3 separate regions of the Mus musculus genome follow, and all the other regions are linked to region 1. A link is a contact called in public HiChIP or PLAC-seq data. All regions are on one chromosome and are shown on one strand. The core of a region is the stretch at or near the end of the contact, and the rest is flanking DNA. Distances in the headings are between cores, read along the strand shown.

The links. HiChIP or PLAC-seq counts read pairs in DNA pulled down with a chosen protein or histone mark.
Region 2: an HNF4G HiChIP or PLAC-seq map of pancreatic cancer cells shows a contact between it and region 1. The contact joins the promoter of Usp47 here to the promoter of Tead1 in region 1. A contact is called at or near these places in 2 of 115 datasets of contacts at active chromatin or transcription factors (epiblast stem cells and pancreatic cancer cells).
Region 3: an H3K4me3 HiChIP or PLAC-seq map of embryonic stem cells shows a contact between it and region 1, with 10 read pairs. The contact joins the promoter of Arntl here to the promoter of Tead1 in region 1. A contact is called at or near these places in 2 of 484 Hi-C or Micro-C datasets (embryonic fibroblasts and embryonic stem cells) and 3 of 115 datasets of contacts at active chromatin or transcription factors (embryonic stem cells, extraembryonic endoderm stem cells and pancreatic cancer cells).

Annotation. Positions count from the first base shown.
Region 1 is chr7:112,676,766-112,681,873 of GRCm38.p6, reverse strand. It overlaps Tead1 (TEA domain family member 1), which reads right to left and starts at 2,518. Exons shown (of 13, transcript NM_009346.4): 1 at 2,148-2,518.
Region 2 is chr7:112,021,280-112,026,387 of GRCm38.p6, reverse strand. It overlaps Usp47 (ubiquitin specific peptidase 47), which reads right to left and starts at 2,882. Exons shown (of 29, transcript NM_001357952.1): 1 at 2,642-2,882. The coding sequence starts at 2,680. It also overlaps Gm3960.
Region 3 is chr7:113,205,356-113,210,463 of GRCm38.p6, reverse strand. Arntl (aryl hydrocarbon receptor nuclear translocator-like) reads right to left here and starts at 2,999. Exons shown (of 20, transcript NM_007489.4): 1 at 2,820-2,999.

The DNA of each region.
Region 1 (5,108 bases), core at 1,269-3,768:
GTCTATGCTACATTATCTGCCAGCTTCAAATTAAAGGTCACTAACTATATACATGTCCTGCTCAGTCCTGGCCTTTGCTTGTACAAAACCTCCAATAACCCCAAAATGTTCCCTAGAATTTATAAAGAACCCCAGGAAGAAGGAACTCACACAATGATTCTTTTTCCCCTTCTTCTCTCCGCCCGCCCTTTTTTTTTTTTTTAAACTCTTTTATAAAGGCAAAGTGTCTCTCTGGCTTTGTTTCAAACTTGTTTTTAAAAAATAAAAAGTATTCTAATATTTCCCTAAATCTTCAATTTAAACAATACTTGCCATTAAACAGAAAATAAAATGGCTTACTAAGGACATGAACAAGACTCAGTAATGGAGACAGCTTATCAGCTCATTTTTTATACAAACAACAAATAAAGCAATTGCAAACTCTGTTGAAAACCTGAAACCTAAGAGTCCGACACAGAGTTACACATTCAAAGAAATAGTACACAAAAATATCTTATGACCATTTATGGAAATACTGAGATTAGAAAAATACGCCTTTCCTCCTTAAAATCATCAATTTAAAACCTTGCTGTTGACAAAGGTTCAGCTAAACGCATTTGTCTTTCCGGAGTCGTGCTGTAACTGGGTCTACTGTTTCCTTCTAAAGAGGAAAGATTCTTACCAAAGTTGGATCTAAGTCTGGCCCTTATAAGCATTCAGATGCGCTTGGGCCCAAAGATCCTGCTATTCACAGAAAAGCGCAGACTCCGCTGAAAGGCGGAAGCCCCTGGCACAGTCTGTACAGCCTGAGGACTATTCCCAGCCTCAGTCTCAAGGCAGATTAGCCCCCACCCAAGAGCTCAGGCTTGCACAGACAAGCTACCCCTTGGCTCCGGGTAGATCGAGTCTCCCTAACGGGAAGGATCTGTCCACCCGGGGAACCACCTGCAGGCACTCGGCACACTCTAAGCCACCAGACCACCTAAACTAACAACGAATCCAGGCCACAGGGCGTAAAGGAGACTGCGATTCTGTTACTTGGCATTATCTGTAGGAATTGAAATATTTTCCATTCACTATTTTGAAATATGATCGTATTTACAGACCTTTTTGTTCCAAGGACCTCGGCTCCTTTCAAATGGCGCTATTTTAAAACCCCGGCCTTTCTACACTACCGATTCCTGGAATATCTGTCTGTAAGTTTCCAGCGCTGAGATCAATTTGCATTTCTGTAAATCACAGACAGCTTCTAAGAACTTAACAAGCCTCCTGAGAAACGCTGGTGGCTGGTATTTCATTGTTTCATAAATATTTTTATACGGGTGACACCATTCAACTTAAAATAAATCTTTAAAAAGGAAGACGATTAAGACCGAGGAAAATTAGTCTGGCTTTTATTTTCACGGGAAGAAGATAAGTGAAGTGTGAGCCCCACTTCTTAAAATGTAGCTTTGATTATTTTAAAAAATGCATTAAAAAAGAAAAAGGAAACTCCTAGAAGTTGAACTTTCTTTCAAACGGGCCTCTAGACTTTGAAAACAAGTGGTGCTTTCGCGAACAAAGGCTAAAAGTGTCCCCAGATTTTTTTTGGGGTCCTCCTGGGGATCGTATCTCCTCCAATAAACAAACAAATCCCCCAGTATTTCCTACCGAGGGGAAGTTTTCCAGGGAGAGTCTACTCCCGGGTTTGGTGGTAAGTGCGACTCAGTCTTTTTTGGACACAATGTTTCTGCTGACTCCTGAAAATTTTCCACTTGAATGTGCACTGGAGCGGCGGCGGCGGCGGCGGCAGCTCTGGAGAGGCGGCAAGAGCGAGAGAGCCCTCTTTCATCTCCCGGGAGGAGGAGCCCGGATCGGCGCGGACCCCGAAGGGGCCGGGCGCCGGGGGAGTCACCGGGCTGCAGGCTCTAAGCTGCGCGCCGAACGCTCTCCCACCCGCGATCGCGCCAAACTCGGCGCTTCCCAGGCAAGGAGCGAGGTGCGCGGGAGAGGGACGCTGGAGAGAGGGGCGCGCAGAAAGGCGAGCGGGGCCGCCTGTTGCCGCGCAGGGTTGCGGCCCAACTTGCAGGGCGGCGGGGCCGCTCCCCTCTTGGAGCCGCACACAAAGCGCCGATCGCGGTGACGCCTAGACAGCCCGCGCCCCCGAGTCCGCCCCGCGCGCAACTTACCACGGCAGCCCGAGCGGGCGCGGCAAACTTCGGGGCGCTGGGCCGCCGCCCCCGCGTTACTCCAGCCGGTACTCCCTGCGGTACTCCCGCGCCGGGCAGCCCCAACCCGGCCTCGCCGGCTCCCGGGACGGGCAGGGCGCGCCGGGGCAGCTGCCCGCGCTCCGGCGACGCTGCGCGCTGGGGGGTCAGCGCATGGCCTGCGCCCCGCCGCGGCCGCCCCGGGCCCGGGCCCCGGCGCGCGGACTCCCCGCGAGCTGGAAGCGAGTGTGCGAAGTGCTGGGGGGCGCCCGCGGCGGGCGGCGGGGCCGCGGAGGCTCGGCTCGGCTCGGGCGGCGCGGCGCGGCGCGAGCGATGCGAAGAATGTGCGGAATGAGGACAGGAATGAAATGAACGCCAGGACCGAACTCGCTCCGGAGGGGTGGGGCCTCGGTGACGTCATGCCGCCGGGTCCTGGATGGGGCGGGGCCTGCCGCCGCGGTGACGTCATGGTGTGGGGCGGGACGCGTGGGGCGGGACTTGGCGCCCACGGGGGAGCGAGCCGCGCGCGATGGCGGGGGCTCAGGGCTTTGTGCGGTCCGAGGCGGGGCGGCCGGATACTAGGAATGCCGGGTGTGCGCCCTCCGCCTGCTGTGCCTCAGTTTACCCCCTCCTGGTTTGCACAGGCAACGACGCTCCCAGGCTGGAAGGGAGGTTGCTCTTCAGGAAACTGAGGCCGGAGTGGGCGGCTTCCCCAGCCCGCCACTCCTCCTCTAGCCGTTTCGCTTTACCCAAGTTCGGGGTGCTCGCGCAAATTCTGGGCTTTGCGAACTCCGGGTTGGAGCGTCACGGAGTCCTCGCCCGCCTCCTGCCCTGTCTTTCTAGAAGTGAAGCTCACTCGTGCTGCGAGTTGAGTCTACAGAAATCCTGCACCCGGTTAAATAAAATAAATAAAGTCTTGCCTGGCTGCAAAAAGCAGCTTTGTGCCGTCCCTTTATGGAGAAAGTGAGAATCAATCATAAAAGGTTTGAACTCTTTTTGGAGTGGACGGCGCCTCAGTACTTGAGAAACTCCGGTAAAGTTAACGGAGGCTGGGACAGACATGCTGGCAGTTTGGGCCGGTAGCAGTCCGTAGTTTCCCAGAAAGGAGCCGGCCCTTCCCGCACCGGGACTTCCTTCTTTCAGCTCTGGCTTCAGAACAAACTAATGGCGCCTGTTTTGTGCCCGAGGATTCCTGGAGTGTGCATAACTCAGGAAAGCCAATGGGACTCACTGAGCGCGTTTGATCGGAAACAACGATTACCAGTGCGTTTTAAAGGCAGAAATATCTTTCTCTAATGCATTTTTAAAATTATACGTCAAGAGAATTGAAGACTCCCATGCCGTTGTAAAAAGTAATACAGAGACATTCTTTGTTCGCTTCACTCAGCTCTTCCCCACGCCTGTCAACCAAAATTATATCCCAGCCAGGGTATTAATTTTCGAGCAGATTTTCCAGATCAACTTGTACACATCACTGTGTATTTTTTTAATTCTATACATTCTATAATTTCTCACCTGTGTAGATGTCCACCGCAATCAGGTACAAATGTGTATTATTTCCAGTTACTATGCAGTAATGTGACAGGTTGACAGTAAGAACTTCACACACCCGAGCAGAGTATTAGAAAATACACGACGATTTTTCCCTTTAAAACTCTGGCAGGTGTATGTCTCTTTTCCAGATAGCCTTCCATTAACACCAGCGAATAAGACAGAGGGCAGAAAACGCCAGAAGCAGTTAAAAGCACTTGCTGCTCTGCAGAGGACCAGGCTCCTGTCAGGTTCCCCACATGGTCGCTTTCAACAGTCTGTAACTCCAGTTCCAGGAGCACCAGGCACAAACATGGTGTACACGTGCAGGTAAAACATTTGTAAACATAAATAAATAAGAGATTTTTATGTCTGGTAGCAGGGCGAGCCTACCAGTGGGTACATTTCTAAACCAGTATTTATCTTGCCCATGACAGGCCAGTTACCCTTCAGACTCCAGTTGCTCCTGACAATTTGGTGTTCTCTCATTTCTACTAAGCTAAGAATCCTTGGCCAAACTTCCAAAGCTAATCATGATATGCTATAACTCCTCGGCCTGTACGTTCTACAGCTTATTTCCATCAAAACACATATTCTTTGATATGTATGCTAAAAACCTTTTCTCCAAGGAAGCCTGTTCAGCTGGAGCCGGACACAGTAGCAATATAATCCCAGCATTCAGGAGGCTGAGGCAGGAGGATTGGTGAGAGTTTGAGGAAATCCTGAACTAAAGAATTGGATCCTCTCTGGAAGAGGAGAAGGGAGACAAAAAAAGAAAAGGGGGGGGGACTGGGGGGTGGGGACCTGATTAACTAGATGTCTCCTGCCCAGGACCCTGAAGCCACGTGGTCCAGGTATGCCATGTGTATTTGTTCTGTTAGTTCACAACCTATGTGTGCTTCTGGTGAGACTCGCCTGTATGAGACAGTGGTTAGGTCTCATTCAGCTAAGGTTATTCTGTCTAGGATCTGCTCAGAAATAGGAAATGCAGCATCATCTCTCTACCCATCTAGCTCATACCTTGTGTTCTCCTCATCTCCCTATTGGTCAAAACATTGGTCAGGACCTGTGAGTTTCCAGCTATCAGCAATTGAACCCATCTGAGGATGGAAACAGCAGCTGCCACCTGCTAAAATGATAGCAGTTTTCATGAGTCGAATTCATTCTTAGCCTCTAGCATTTTGCATTTACCGTCTCAATTAATCCCCACTGCACCTGTACATAGTAATTCTTATCCCAGTTTATACAGATGAGAAACAAGATGTAGGGACAAGCAGGGGATAGAAAATCCAGATTCTTTCTGTTTGTTTTGTTGTTTCATTGTTTTGTTTGGTTTTTCGAGACAGGGTTTTTCTGTGTAGCCCTGGCTGTCCTGGAACTCACTCTGTAGACCAGGCTGGCCTTGAACTCAGA
Region 2 (5,108 bases), core at 1,633-4,132, 660 kb after region 1:
TCTCCAAGGGACATTTGTCCTGGAGTTTTAGGACCAAAATAATCTTAACTTACTTAACAACTCTATGAATTCACACATAGAATCGAAAGCCACATCCATAAAGGTCAGACCTTCTCTGAAGCAAAACAAAGCTCTCTCGGGTTGTTAATATAGCTGGAATAGGCACAGGTAAGCTTCTAATTCTGCACTGTATTGTCACTTACTAAACAAGTACCCGGAGAAATAGAAACTATTCTTAGAGCTCCAAGGTAACATGGACTGAACGTAAGAGGATGAAAAGACCCGATGGAGGACCCAAGCTCTAGACCCCCACCTGTGAGTCCTTAATTTGAACAAGTCACTTTCAACCTGAGAGCTGTACTTCTCACTCCTGTGAGAAGTGAAGTGGTTTAAATTACACGATTTGCCCTCAGATTTAGCACTGTATAATTCAAATGCTATTTGATAACAAAGAAAATAAAACTCATTACTAAAAACACAAACAAGAGAAAGGCCATGTTTTAAAGTATCTAATGCTACTAACTAACTAAAGGAAGAGAAGGGGAGAAGCCCACATATTTGGTTTAAGAGATCACTAGCTTCCTTTTGGGATACAGCCCTGGTTAACTCAGAAGCAAATATGGAAGTAGAAGCAACCTGTGAATGAAGAATGAGTGAGGCTGACAAGTAAACAAACAAACAAACAAAACCACTATCTGGCTAGGTAAAGAAAAAGTCTGCATTTCAAGAGCACTTCGGTGTATATCCCAGGAAGCAGGAACTGTGGATAAAGTACTGAAAGCCAGGAACAGGAAATAAAGCATAACATCCAGAAGGAAAAAAAAGTTAGGTTCATCTGATAAGGGAGATCTCCTCAGATAATCGAGAGTTCAATCGTCCCGGAGGTGAAACTAGCATTGCAATATCAGTTTTTAAAACAACAGGTAAGTTTGTGCAAAGCAGGATATGTGCACATCTCTATCAGGACTTCTACAAACCGAGTCATTAATATAATATTATGCAGGGTTGTACTTGTTGTTCTATTTTCTAAATGTTGGAAATTAAGGGTTAATTTTGTTTCTTAAGATTGGAAACCAGCACCAAAGGAAATGAAGGTTAGCTTTCTCGTAAAACCTATTCCTTCCTTCCTTGTTACTTAGTACAAAGTTCAAAATGCCGGACTGGACCATAGGAGGACTCACATTCCCGACTTCCTAACTCTCAGTTGTTGAAACTGTTCCAGAGGCAAGATCTTTAGTTCGTGCTTATCTGCTGTACTGAGACTTAGAGATGTCTGACAGATAAAATACTGACACACACACAACTCAGCCTTAAACAGCAAACAGGCACTCCACTGAGTTTGATAGCACACACTTTTAATCCCAGCATCGGGGGAGACAGACAGGGAAACCTCTTAAGAATTTCCAGGCCAGCTTATCTACAAGTGAGTTCCAAGCCAGCCAAGTCTGTACTTCAAAGTCCACATAGTAAGATCCTACCTCAAAACGGCAAAACAAAACCCTAAAAATCAACTTATTATCCATCTAAGGAAAGATGGGAAATTTTAACTATTCAGGTACAAAATAAAGTCACTTTGCATTGTGCCAGGGGTTGTCTGTGTAGCAACAAATTGCTACAATTAAAAAACAAACAAACAAAACCTAAACATTTAGGAATCCGAAATGATCGTGTATAAATATCAAGATCCTACCATCCTAATTTCAACTTAACACTTGGCATCTATTTAAGGTATATGAGATATAAAAGTCCAAAGCATTAAGCCTGACGACCAGCAGTTAAAAATACATGTTTGAATATGCTGAGGATATTTATAAAGCCAACGGACTATTAATATGTCGAAATCCACTGGCCAGTGCAGGATTCTACCTTTAATCTTCTACTACTGACTGTTCAAGGGAAGCCAAGAAGTCCGGGAGTCTTATGTCACTCGCTTTTAAGAATTTAAGTCACCCAAGTTGGCAACACCAGAAAAAGACCAAAATTACACACAAAAACAACGTTTCGTCTCTCCATATGGTGAAATTAACTCGGCTATCTCTTACCCTCCCGTTCAAGCCCCACTTAACTACTTTTTCAACGATCCTGGGTAGGCCCCATTTAGGCTGGCCGATAGTACTACGAAGTAACAGGAGGGGGAATGGAGGCTGGGGGGAGGGGGGTGGGGAGACCGACAACTCTTTAACAGTTAAGTCTGCCCTCCCACAGATCTCAACTTAGGTGTCGATTTCACAAGCCCCGTAAGCTATACGCTGTCAAACCCCAGAAGCAGCACCGTCACCCCGTCCTGCCCACGGGCAACTGTTCCAGAATGTTTTCTTTGAAACGATCTCTCTTAACTCTCTCGGCTCGACGTGTGTGAAGTCTGGACTTCAAAGGCCACTTTCTCTCCGCAATACTCCCCCCCACCCCCGGGAGCAGAACCCAACTCCTCGGGTCCAGTCTTTGATGCGTTAGCCCCTCGCAGCCGGAGCTCTCCCTCGGCTACGTGGCCCCGGGAACCAGCGGTCTCCAACTGCCCGCCGCGCCCACCGTCCACCCGGCCCCACGCCTGCCCGGCCCTAGCCTTGCCTCCCGCTCGGGGCCTGCACGACTTCGAGCGGACCGCAGGCTTCGGGCCTAGTCTGGCCCGCCGGCCCCTCACCTCCTTCGGGACCAGTTGGTTCTCCTCGCCGGGCACCATCGCTCAGACTCCGACCGCTCGTCTCCGCCCTGCCTGCGGGGGCCTGGTGGAGGTGGCGGCGGCTGTGTCTCAGGAGAGAACGGCAGCGACAGTCATCCTCCCAGCCGCCTGCGCTCCAGCAACTGAGGAGGCCTCCGCTCAGGCCTTAGACACCAGCGCGCAGACACCGACCCAGGGCGCCGCCGCCGTCGCCGCTGCTGCCGCCGCCGCTGCCGCCGCCGCCGCCGCCCCTCCCCCGGCCCGCGGCAATCAATGGAAAAATGGCGGCCGCCGCTCTCGCGAGAATTCAACGCAGTGGGCGCGCGGCCCGGCGTCTGGCGCCTGGGGTATGCAGGCGGCCGTCGTGAGCTCGGGATCTTCTCACCTCTTGCTCAGCCCCGGGGTACGCCGCGCTACGCTGGTTGAGAGCCGGTGTAGGCGCTTTTCACTACGGGGAAGCCGGTCCTCCCATCCTCCGGCTCCCTCTGTCGGCCGAGGGAGGGACGAGGCCCCTGCGTCACGAACGAGCTCCAGTTCAAAGCCCCCCTTTCAGCCCTGCAGTCCCCAGACTCTTTCCTGGTCTCCAGCGACCCCGCTGCAGCCCCACTTGAGGAACCTTTGGCCTCGAGCTGGTAAACAACGCGCCTTGTAGAGAAATCGCCTTTCTGGCTTTCGCCCTCAAGGCTCTGGTCCTCGTCTGTCATGTTTTCGTGGCCGCCCCACTCTCCTTAGGGACCTCGGTGCCCATCAGCTAGCCCCTGGAGCCCCTTAAAGAGGGGTCACTACACTTAGAGGTGCTCCCCTGCACCCTTCTGGGTGGCTTGCTGTCATCCTCCTACAGGGCCAAGTCTGAGGGAGCCTTTTGAGAGCAGAGCTGTGGTGCGCTTCAACCTGTGCTGTCCTTTTGAATATGTTTTTTTTTGTAATCTCCCCAGACGGTAAATACCATGTGTTTGACCAAACAAATCTCCTATTAGTCATTTTCCTTCACCGCACTCCTTCCATTATGAAGACCCAGTGAGACGTCTTTCATGAAGACTTTTGGCAAACTAGTCCTCTTACAGCCTGCTGAGTTAATTCCATTGTGCCATGTACCCAGCATCCACAGCGCCAACTCCTTTACCTATGCTATTGGTTCGCCAAACTTGTTACTATTGAACACCCCACACCCAAGAAAAGCTCTCTATACAGTTATGTAAGATTTATTAGAATTCTGCTATTTGTGGCACTGTAAAACATCTACAAATTCTAAAAATTATAGCAAAGACAGACATTTAAAATAAACGAGATTTTAAGTAGTAATGGTATAAAAAAATCCATTAACCCTACTGAAAATATTTAGTGAACGCACTCTGATTGACTAGGTTTCATTAGTTTTTTAAAAGCTAATTCTTTGTGAAACACTTATTAAAATATCTGATTCAGTGTTCAGGTTATTTCTGTACTTGGCTTTAATAGCTGTCATAAGCTGAAAAAGGTAACCCACAAAGATTTTGATCCTAATGGAAGAAGTGCATTTTCAACTACTATTACTAATACAATGCTCATTTTTATCTGTTTCAGCTTCCAGCCATACAAAGGGTTTTGTTGAAATTCAGCTACTAATTTTCCATCTTTCCTAATGTCAACTAGAATTTTTATGTTTTAACAGGTGGGCTGCAGTGGTGAAGGACTTTCCAAGCATACAGAGCGTTCCGAATTCAATCCCTACCTCCTTCTCCCAGAACAGTCAAATACCTTCTCCCAAAACAATCAACAAAATAAAAACAAAAATCCAAGTAGACTAAAAATTCTTTAAATACACTACTCAGATTTCTGAAAAGGCCAAAAAAGTCTGTCTTCATGTTTAAGCATACATATGATGAGTTTGGGAAGAGTGTTTAATTTTTTTTATTTTTTATTTTGTGTGTATCAGAGTGTACATGAACCACAACCATGCAGCTCACAGATGTTGGAAGAGGCACCAGATGCTCTGGGATTGGTGTTATGGGCAGTTGTGAGTCACTTGGGTCCTCTGTAAGAGCAACAAGTGCTCTTAACTACTGAGCCATCTCTTCAGCCTTAATATGTAAATGTTTGAAACTTCATCATAGACTTTTAAGAAATACTGCATCAAGATTCTCTTGACTATTGAAATGTAAATTGTTCTAAAGGTGAATAACTCAACTTGCATATCCACGGTCCCCCTGGCTGGCACATCTTGGACAAAATCACAAAGTGGGAGTATGTCCAAATCTGTTTCACGCATGCCATTTCCATTTCCTAAGTGAGCTGGTTCTCTAGAAGCCTTGTTAGAAGTTAGGTGCCATTCTAGTTTTCCTTTTTTTCCTTCATGCTTACACTCATGACCTCTTTCGTGAAATCCTTTCTGGATTCTTTCATCTTGGTAAAAGTTGATTTAACGAAATAATAATATAGCAAGTATCTTAGTCAGGGTTATTATTGCCAT
Region 3 (5,108 bases), core at 1,750-4,249, 530 kb before region 1:
ACAGAGGGGAGACTGGACAGGGTGCTCTGAATGGGGAAAAAATGCCAAGGAGTGAAAGTCATAGCAGGTGGATGGAGGGGAGGAGAAAGGTTTAGGGTCCATCTGCCTGCGTCCCGTGATGAAGTGACAACAGAGAAGACTGACAGAAAAGAGCATGCTTGTGTCCCTGAGCTCCCCGATTAACCTCAAAAGTCTAGAAAGGGTTTTGTCTTTTCTATTTTCCCTGCAAACGCCTATATCAGATAGCACCACACCGAAGCCACCATCTGAAACTGCCATGCTGTCAGGGACAGGAGCTCTTTCATCTTCACATTCTCCTACCACAGTGGGGCGATGATGGAATCATAGAAAGAAAGAAAGCTCAGAGACAGAAAGCAGACTGTCCGATGCACACAGATAAAATCATTCATTTTTGCATGCTCATATGCAGAGCTATTAATATGGCCAGGTCTTTCCGTGGCGCTTATGCATACATGAGTCCCAGTGAGACTGGGGATGTGAAGGAATAAATCTGAAAACACGGCCACTTCCTTTTCCTGCCCCGTGGCATGTAAACCTCTTCTACAAATAGCAGTGATACGGGTGAATCGTCATCAATTATAAATCATTTGAAATGGATCCCTTTAAACACCATCTGTTGATCTACTTAACTGTCCCATGAAAAAAGGACTTTCACTCAATTGTTCTGACAGCTCCAGGAGGTAGATGCCTATCCTGATTCAAATTTATTCAATACTGGGAGGCATATAGAACCTAAGAGTGGTAGAAATCTTTGACATCCCTTAGATCAACTGTCTGACTTTTCATCAGAGGTGAACATAACCCAGAAAGGTGTAGTAATTTGCTCTTCGTAGCAAAGCCACCTGGTTCCAGTCAGGGCTAGAACCTAGTTTCATGCCTCCTAACTCCCAGGTTACCACTCTTCTACGCCTTATCAAAGCCTCTCCCATTTTAAGCAGCAGAGATTGGAACAAAGTACAAATTTAACTGCTGTTTTAACATCGTCATTATTCACTGGCAACATCTAAGATAGAACCAAAGTGCTGCTACAGATCCAGCTTCCGCTGATACACCCAATTTCAAATCTGCCTAGAAAATTTCTAACCCTTCTAAATATGTTCAACAACCCATTTTAAAAGACTTAGCAATAATATAAACCCAGGAACAAAGAATAAACTTAAGGATTACATTTTGTATTTAAAAATATATCTATATATATATTGGAACTTCACTGGTATGGGAATCAAATTTAACAGCAGCGAACCATCCTCCCCTCTTTCTTGCAAGCACAGGGAGCCTGAGATTATTCAAAACTGCTCAAGAGCAGCAATGATTATTTTAAGCTCATGATTCAACTAGTACATTAATTAGAAAATCCACCAACCCAAATTGACAGATCCTGGTATCAATGGGAACTTAAGAATAAAAATAATAGTTGTTAAGTAAAAATAGATTGAAAGAGGGCACAGCAGCAAATGTGAAAAGGAAAAATGACAAGCAAGAGCAGTAGGAAAAAAAGCATTTAATGATCAGTTTTCCTGGACATAAAAACAAAACCCACAACGAAGATCTTGGCAATACTGGTACTGTCAAAAAGTAATTGGTCGTGATTACAGTCTCTGATTTTTGGAAGTTAGGTGAGAAAACTTGATTAATGATTTCTTACTTTAAAAGTAGCAACTTAAGACAGGAGAGGAGCCAGATCTCAAGGGGTCAGAGGGTCAAAACTAGGCTAAATGTAGGGAAAGGACTGGAGAAGGTGCACCCCGAACAGGTAAGGGGCGATCATGTCAGCTTGGCCAGCGCAACTCTGACAGACACACACACCGGTGTCCAACGCACTCATTTCCGAACACAACCCGCTACGCGACCCCGGGGATGGCTTCCATGTGCGCCCCGAGTCTGCCTAAAATTCTATCTTTGACTTCTCCCTGCAAACCCGAGCACCCCAAGCTGTCTACACTGGGGTAATCTCCAGTGGAAACCTTCCTCTTCCCCGATTATCTGTCAAACCCGCATCGGAGTGAAGCCTCTGCTGCGCACTCCTTGGGTCTCTGACGCCTACCGGGCACAGGGCACAGTCCCCACGCCATCGGGTACCTACTCCCAGACCCAACGGGGAAGACACATCCTCCAGGACCACCCAGGTACCGGACAGCGCAGGCCCGACGGCTGTCCGTGGGCCTGGTCCAAGCCAGCCAGGGGATTCCCGGGGTCCGCGCCAGCCCCAAGACAGGCCATAGGGACGTACCAGTACGGACTCCCCGACTTGACGGAGACGCCCTCCCCGCCCCCACCCGGCTCCCGAGGGAGAAGTGTAGAAGGGTTGACCAGGCAAGCGCCGCATAGCATCGTTCTGCCCGCGTCCCGGCCATCTCCTCGGGGATCCAGAAGCTCCCGGGGATGTATCCCGGAGCTCTTCCCAGGTTCGGGTCATTGCTGCCACCCGGTACTGCTGTCTCTTTAAGAGGCCGCTGGCCGCCCCCTCCCGAGCCAGGTGGTGATGCCCGCGCGGGGAAGGTGGGCGCACCCGCTGACAGCGTCCCAGGGTCCCCCCAGTCCTCCCCCGCCCGCTGTGCAGCCCAGGCGGGGAAGATGGGGGTGCGCGGGAGCGGCGCCTTTAAGGGGCGCAGCCTCCCCGAGGCTAGGTGGGGGCTGGGAGCCGCACGGGCCCTTTAAGGCCGGCAGCGGGCACGTCGGGCAGGGCTCCCGGCGGCCCGGCTGCGCCGCGGGCGGGGGCGGTGCGCCCGCCCGGGAACTCGCGACCCCCGACGGGACGCCCCGAGACGGCTGCTGCCCGCAGCCATGCCGACACTCACCGTGGCTCGCTGCGAGCGCCCGCGCCCGCACCCGCACTCGGATCCCGCGGCGGCGGCGGCGGCAAGTCCGGCGCGGGTAAACAGGCACCTCCGTCCCTGACCTACTTTCTGCCTTCCCTAAATGTCGCACCACTAACCTACTTTCCGACCAATCCGCTCCCCGCCGGCCCAGGCCCGGCCCCCCGCCCACCAATCGCTGTGCCCAACCCCCCTTCCCCGCCCACCAATGGAGGAGCCGCGCAGCCCGGATACCTGCCTCTTCCCGTTAGCCAATCAGAGAGAGCGAACGGAGTTGTCTTGGCGGACAACCCAAACCAATTCGCGTTCTGCTCTGCGTTAGGCTAGCCAATCGAGTGACCGATAGGAAAGCCTCTGACCAATGGCAAGACGGCAGGGCTGGTTTACCTGCTACTTTCCCTTCACCAATCATTTGGCGCACAGAAGCACACGCCCCGAGGAGTGGACCAATTGGCACGCTCTGTGGATTTCTTGCCCCAGCCCTCGGTTTTCCCCCTCAGGTCTAAAGCTCGCTGAGGCCACTGCGTTGCGGACTCTGCGAGCTCGCCGTTGTCCCCTGCTCCTCAGCCGCGTCCCTGGCTAGTGACTGCCTCTCAGCTCTCCCTCCTCCTCCGTCCCCTTCCTGGCTCGCAGAACACTGAGAAAACGCCGCATCTCTTCGCCCATCCCTCTCCAGCTCCATCTAGGAAACCACATTTTAGGAACACAGAGTGACAGAACCTTCCTGAAACCCCTGGCTTGTCCTAGTCGGAACCACAGCGCTAATAGCTAGCGCATTTAGAAGACTTTTCCTTCCGACGACTAACCGGATCGCGCGTTCTTTTTTTTTTTTTTTTTTTTTTTCTCTTGACCTCCAAGCGTCCAGTGGAGCTGTCATTCCCGATCGGAAGAGAAGTCTCCCGGGGGTGGTGGCGTAGTCTGTAATTCCAACCCTCAAGAAGCTGAGGCAGGGGCATAATCGCGAGTACTGAGCTAGCCGGGGCCACAGGGTGAGACCTGAGCAAGATTCTATTACATGTTATGGACATGGCCCTAGCAAATGTACTTTGCAAAAGTATCAAAGGAGCGGGAAAGAAAGAAAAGTTGCAAAGTTGTTTGTTTGGGTGGTTAGTTGTTCTGTTGTAGCCCTAGCTATCCTGGAACTCCTGTAGATCATCAAGCTGGCTTTGAATCCAATTCACAGAGATCCGCCTGCTTTTGCCTCCCGAGGCACCACCTGCTCAGAGATTTATTTATTTATTTTTAAAGAAAGAGACAGAGAGAGGGGAGGAAGAGGAGGGAGGGAGAAATAGAGAGAGAGGGGGAGAGGGAAAGAAGTTGTCTTGTTTCTACCTTCAAACAACTGGCAAACCTTCTAAATGTTAAACTTCCTGATAGCAAGGCCACTTCGTCCTTTTTGAACCATGTGTGCTCCCTCCCCTTTAGCATGTGCTGGAGGGGCCTGGGTGGGGTGTTGGGGATAGGGCTGACACCCAGAAAGTACTCTGCAAATGTGGGCTGGATCCATGAACAAATGGGATCAAAACACTCGACTCACTTATGTGAAGTGGACCAGCTCGTGTGACTATAGAATGAATTCTAGACAGGCAGGTTCCTGGGACACAAGGCAGCATTTCAATGCTTATAAAGCCATGACCCATGTCCAGCCCTTTGCAAGGCACACAGCCTTGGTTGAAATGTGAATTGGCTTCAAGACCAAAGAACTTCATGGGTAACTTCCCACTTCCCCTGAGTTTCAAAGCAGATTTATTCTTTCTCTGTCCTGTTCTGTGAAGGAATCTCTCTGTGTAGATGGAACTTTAATACAGCATTAGAAAAGATATTACTTACAAGATGGAAATGTGGGCTGGATGCTGACCTAATTAAATGGACTAATAGCTAGCTAAGTACCAGTAACCTGAAGATGCTGGCTGATGCATCCCACAATATCTCTCTACCGTGTTGTGTGCCGGGCATGTGCTAAAAGCTTTCCCTCCTTTTTTTTCAACCCCTGTATCCTGACAACCACCCTGTGCAGAAAGCAGTTCTTACCCCATTCTACAAATAAAGTGTCAGTCATGTTCTAAATGTGGCTTCCACGCTAAAGGCTCACATCAGGCCAGTTACCAAAAAATGGTGCAAGGCTCTCAACTAGGCCCAGACTCAGGATTTTTACCCATGTCCTGAAAGAAAAACTAGGAACTTTGCATTCATTTTCCAGGTAACAGAAAGCCAACAGAGGAAGAGATACTACTTAACACCAGCCAAATTTGATAGGGAACAATGGGCTCC